Regions from separate parts of the Sus scrofa genome. Here region 1 is linked to region 2. The links are chromatin contacts, called in public HiChIP or PLAC-seq maps. All regions are on one chromosome and are shown on one strand. Each heading gives the region's core, a stretch centred on a gene start, on an enhancer-like site or on the middle of the called end of the contact. The rest is flanking DNA. Distances are from core to core; before and after follow the strand shown. Region 1 has its middle 23 kb from the start of PFKFB3. Region 2 has its middle 120 kb from the start of PFKFB3.

Region 1 (2,910 bases), core at 125-2,624, 140 kb after region 2:
CATCGGAGGAGGAAGCCAGCGGGGAGGAGGGTCGACCCTGCAGTCATTGCAACCCCGTTCCCTGGGTGTGGGTTGAACCGAAGGGCTGAACAGACTAAGAGGAGGCAGGAGAGGGGGCGGCTCTCGGAGAGCCCGGCCCGGAAGGAAGAACAGGAGGGCCCATGGGGAATAGCCGAGTGGGTTAACATTCCAGGGGTGGACGTTTCCCCCAAGGAAGACAGAGACGGGAGAAAAGCCATCAGTACAGCGAGTCTGAGAACACGGGAGAGACGAAACTAAACAGCCCTGCCCTGCAATCCAGCAATCCCACTCCCCACTCACCCAATGAATGGACACACTTATATCCACAAAAAAAAACCCACGCCTGTGCATAAATGTTCATAGCAGCTTTATTCATAGTCACCAAAACCCAGAAGTGGCCAAGCTGCCCCTCAGTAGGGAAACGGATAAAGAAACGGTTGCCTCCAGATAACAGGATAAAAAACGAGCTGTCCAGCCACAAAGGGGTACAGACGACTTGAAAATGCACGATGCTAAGTGAAGGAGGCCAGACTGAAAAGGCTGCATAATGTATGATTGCACTACGTGATCCAGAAAAGGCAAAACGGCAGAGACAGTAAACAGCAGGGGCTGCCAGGCACAGGGTGAATACGGGTGGCACAGGGCGGCTTTTAGGGCAGAGGGCAGTGAAACCGTTCTGAAGGGTAGTCTCATGTGACTACACAACATTAAGCCTTTGCCAAAGCCCGTAAAACTTCACTGCCAAAGAAGAAGCCTTGATGTACATAGGTTTTGAAAAACTCATTTAGAATGTTGCTGGATCCCAGGATGACACGTAGAATGCGGCAAATACATTGAAATGCTTCACAAACACATAAAACAGGATCCCTGAGGGCTGGGGTGGGGGATGAAGAGTCAAGCTAAGTAGCTCCGGAAAGGACTGGGGTCCACTGGGTGGATTGACAACCCCCAAAGGGCTCGTCGGGACCCTGGGACTGAGCAATGAAGCGGGTGCTGCAGTGGGAAGTTACCGTCAAGCGGGTGGGGGAGGCGAGAAAGATCGGAGCAGAGTTGGGGACATCAGCAGGACCTGGGCTTACCTTACTATACAGATGGGTCCCTTTCTACACACATGCATTTCCTTGCTCCATCAGCTGAGGCAGCCTGGACCCAATGACACGCCAACAGCAACGAGCATACCTGCCACCCAGATCTGGGTTTCTAATACCATCCTCCGGTACAAGGAGCCATGCCTGGCTCCTTGGAGAAGCGGCTGATTCTGGGCGGGGGCGGGAAAGACAGGGTGAGCCTGGGGCATCTTGTGGTTCCCGAGAGTAAGGAAGTGTGATAACACCACACCATGATGGGATGTTGAAAGCTAAAGGGATACGTGGGCCAAGGGCAGAAGCTTCCAATAGCCAGAGCTGGAGCAAGGCGAGCAACAGCACAAAATGAGACTGGATGGTAATGCAAAGCGTAAGATAAAGAGCCACGTGTTCAAACTGGTATAAATGGCTGAATCCGTAAACATGTGGGGGAAGAACTGAATTTCCAACAATTTCTGTGGCTCCTCCACCCTAAGGAGGTGGAACACAGCTCCTCCTCCTCAAGTGTGGGCTGTGCACAGCGACTCTCCTCCAAAGAGCAGAGTGTGGACAGGGAGACGAAGGCGTAACCTCCCAGGGGAGAGGCCTGGCCAACCCGACCTCTGCCAGGCCATCGGGTCAAGGTCAACAGTAACCAGCTGTGCTCTGCGTGCACACGCTTGATGCGAGGTGGCGGGAACACACTCCACTTCTGCGGTTCTGCTCGCCCGGAAAGTCCACCCCCGTCCAACCATGGGAAAGACAGCCGACCTTTCCCGGCTGAGGGATGATGACAAAACACTGAGCGGTGCTCGAAACCGTCACGGTCATCCCCCAACAAGGCAAGTCTGAGAAACAGTCAACCAAGAGGAGCCTGAGAAGACAAGACTCACTCAATGGGAAGCAGGACCCCAACTGGACTCCTAAGGCAGAAGAAGGACTTCAGCTCTCACCTAGAGAGCGCGGAATGGAGCACAATGTGTGTGAATAACGTATATTCTAAAGGTTTGAAACATGCGGCCGCATTGGTTCATCAGCCGTGGCAGAGGCACCAAGCGAATGGAGGATCAGGAAGAGGGGAGCTGGCAGTGGATGCGAGACTCTGCACTACCGTCACAGCCGTCTATACATCTGTAATAAAAGTTGCTTTTAAAAATAGGGGAGAGGAGTTCCTTGGTGGCCTAGTGGTTAAGGATCTGGTGTCGTCACTACTGCGGCTCAGGTCACTGCTGCGGGGCGGGTTTGACCTCTGGCCTGGGAGCCTCCACCTGCTACAGCCTCTGCCAAAAATAAAATTAATTAAAGACATTGGAGGGGGGTAACTCATAGAGCAGGGGGTGGAATGGGAACCCGTCCAAGGTCAGAAGGCCTCTGCCCGCCCCACACAGCTCCGCCTGCAAAGCCCCCTCGCCGTCCCAGACGGCAATGGCCCCCCTCCTTCAAGCCCCAGCACACGTCACGTCCCCTCTCCTTGATGCCTCCTCAGACCTCGCTGCACCGCACAGACCTGCTCAGACCCCGACGGCCTAAGTACTTCACACACAGCAGATTTACTGCCAGTTTATTCTGTGCCAGGTACGAGCTGGAGGCTAGGACTACAGATAAAAAGTGTCACGAACCCCAAAGAGGGGTCAAGGGACATCTCTTATGCAATCGAGGTTCACCTGGCATTGCTTTTTTGTTTTGTTTTGGTTTGGTTTTAGATATCAGCACATTTATTTGTATCATCCCTAATACTTGCAAAGAGTGCGTCTATGTCAAGGCTAGTCCTGATTGCCAGCACCTCTGGGAGTTTACTAGAGCAGACTTGCCAGCCCCACCTCAG
Region 2 (2,779 bases), core at 251-2,750:
CTGTTCCTAAGGCTTCTTGTCCCGACCTACTTTCCAGAAAACAAGGAGACGATCTGGCAAAAGCTCTAGTGAGGATGAAATCAATGCGATCTCTTTCCTGCCTTCATTTGACACGTATGAGTGGGCTGCTTCCGATCCCAGGCGGTGGGCTAAAGGCTGGGAGAGTGATGCGCAAAACCCAAGCGTGTCCCACCTCCATGGGCGTCAGCCTGGCAAGAGAGCAGGTGCGAGGCAAAGCAGTTACACCAAGAAACACAAGAGGACCCCTGCAGGGCTCCCGCGGGAGAGGCAGGTGGTCCAAGGAGTGCGTGTCACAGGGACTTGAGCTGGTCATGAGAAGGACGTGTCGTCCCCTGAGGATGTGACACCCGATGAGCCAGGCGCTAACTGGGTGAGGAGGGAAGGGGACACCTGTTCGCCAGAAGTGACAGCAGGTACAAAGGCCTTGCAAGAGAAGGGCGAGACCAAGGACCAGGACGAGGGAGAGTGGAAAGTTATATGCCTGGTGGAGTGAAAGGCCTGAGATGAGGCCAGGGAGGCGGGCCCGGCCAGGCCACCCAGGCCACATCGGCTGTGCTTACAGGGTCTGTCACGAAGCCCAAGAGCCCTGGGAAGAGGAAAAAACAGCCTGCGGAAAGCCCCACGGGAGGCCTTTACCCCCCGGGGTGACACAATCAAGCAGTTACAGCAAAACCATTATTCCAGTCTCACGGTGGAAGAGTGAGTAACACCAGCCACACTGCGCTTTTTTTTTTTTTGTCTTTTCTCTTTTTAGGGCCACACCCACAGCATATGGAGGCTCCCAGGCTAGGGGTCTAATCAGAGCTACAGCTGCTGGCCTACACCACAGCCACAGCAACATGGGATCCGAGCTGCGTCTGCAACCTACACCACAGCCCACAGCAACGCCAGATCCTTAACCCACTGAGCAAGGCCAGGGATCGAACCCGCAACCTCATGGTTCCCAGTCGGATTCATTTCCGCTGCACCACGACGGGAACTCCCTCACTATACTTTTCACACCAAAGAGGAACAAATCTGAATTGTTAGCTCCTCAAGGGAGGACAGACTTGGCGCGTGGAGAAAGAAAGCAGGTTGGCCAGGTCACAGGCACGAGAGGATACGATGCGGGACTCTTGTCCCATGTCCCCAAGCCTGTAAACGTCCATTTTCCAAAAGGTAGATTAAAATGACATCAGTAGTGGAGTTCCCGTGGTGGCGCAGCAGAAACGCATCCAACTGGGAACCATGAGGTTGTGGGTTCGATTCCTGGCCTCGCTCAGTGGATTAAGGATCCGGCGTTGCCGTGGCTGTGATGTAGCTCTGACTTGATCCCTAGTCTGGGAAGCTCCATATGCCATGGGTGTGGCCCTAAAAAGATAAAAAAGAAAAGAAAAGAATAGAAGAGAAAAGAAAATCACATCCGGAGTTACATTAAATGGCCTCCTCACTTCTGCAATGACGGGTGCTGGCTTTGACGTTGTGTGTATAAATGACTCAGCCAGTGGCCAGAAATATAAGCCTTGGTTAATGATCTTCCCGAGAAACGGGTAAGCCTTCTACCCCTCTCCCCACACGCCAAACCTCTTTTCTCCCCATTTCTCAGCACTAAGTCACTCCCGGCTTCGTAACTGCAATGTCTTTCTGGTGGCAAAGGTTAATTCCCCAGCACTGGTAGCATAACCTCGTCAGATAACTTTTCTGGAGTTTGTTTGTTTTTTTTTCTAGGGCCACACCCACAGCATACGGAAGTTCCCAGCTGGGGGGGGGGGGGTAGAATCAGAGCTGTAGCTGCCTGCCTAGCCACAGGCACAGCAACTCCAGGTCCTTAACCCACTGAATGAGGCCAGGGATTGAACTCACATCTTCATGGACACTAGTCAGGGTCTTAACCCACTGAGCCACAACGGAAACTCCCACCTTCCTGAGTCTTGAAGAGGAAAAGAAAACATTACGTGGTACTCCCTAAGACGGGTCTAAGTCATCCTCAACCCCTGAGTCTATCGTCCAGCCTTAATTTTGTTTAGGGAAAGTCCTTGATGCCAAGTCTCAGTATCTTCATCTCTAAAATGGAAACAATAAGACGGCCACTCCTGAAAGCAGAGAACAGGGAATTGCAACAAAACACCCTGCTGAGAACAATTCGTACAGTGGCAAAAATGTGAAAAACATCTACCTGGACATAACACGAAGCAAAAAACATAGTGAAGAGTTGCCCGCGGGAAAGATAAAGGCCAGGGAGATTCACTCAGGAACGCAGAGAACTACTTTGCTCCTGGAGGCGTCTGCTCTTCTAGACAGGTTGGCCCCGAGGCTGAGCAGTGACCCAACAGCCTCACCTGGCTAAGGGGCCGGGCACTGGATCCAAGGAGAGACATAGGAGTGGGACATGGTGAAAGTCCTTCTGTTTGAATGGGGACCTCACGGGTCTACCTGATAAATAGGCCACCCTAGGGGACAATGGCTCAGTTTCAAATGAGCTCAATCAGGAGTTCCCGTTGTGGGCAGTGGTTAACGAACCCAACTAGGAACCATCAGGTTGCGGGTTCGATCCCTGGCCTTGCTCAGTGGGTGAAGGATCCGGCGTTGCCATGAGCTGTGGTGTGGGTCGCAGACACGGCTGGGATCCCGCCTTGCTGTGGTTGTGGTGTCGGCCTGCGGCTACAGCTCCGATTCGACCCCTGGTCTGGGAACCTCCATATGCTGCCATATGCTGCGGGAGCGGCTCAAGATAAGGCAAAAAAAGACAAAAAAACAACAACAAATGAGCTCAATCACT

Evidence for each region. HiChIP or PLAC-seq counts read pairs in DNA pulled down with a chosen protein or histone mark.
Region 1: an H3K27ac HiChIP or PLAC-seq map of alveolar macrophages shows a contact between it and region 2. The contact joins two enhancer-like sites. A contact is called at or near these places in 1 of 47 Hi-C or Micro-C datasets (liver) and 1 of 2 datasets of contacts at active chromatin or transcription factors (alveolar macrophages).

Annotation. Positions count from the first base shown.
Region 1 is chr10:64,880,482-64,883,391 of Sscrofa11.1, forward strand. No RefSeq gene overlaps it. Among named protein-coding and RNA genes, the nearest start is that of PFKFB3, 23 kb to the left of the region's middle. Within about 2 kb of position 1,375, at least 3 of the 83 cell types and tissues checked have an H3K27ac peak or open chromatin away from gene starts, as enhancers often do. A contact at or near this core is called in alveolar macrophages, where this site is marked.
Region 2 is chr10:64,740,506-64,743,284 of Sscrofa11.1, forward strand. No RefSeq gene overlaps it. Among named protein-coding and RNA genes, the nearest start is that of PFKFB3, 120 kb to the right of the region's middle. Within about 2 kb of position 1,501, at least 11 of the 83 cell types and tissues checked have an H3K27ac peak or open chromatin away from gene starts, as enhancers often do. A contact at or near this core is called in alveolar macrophages, where this site is marked.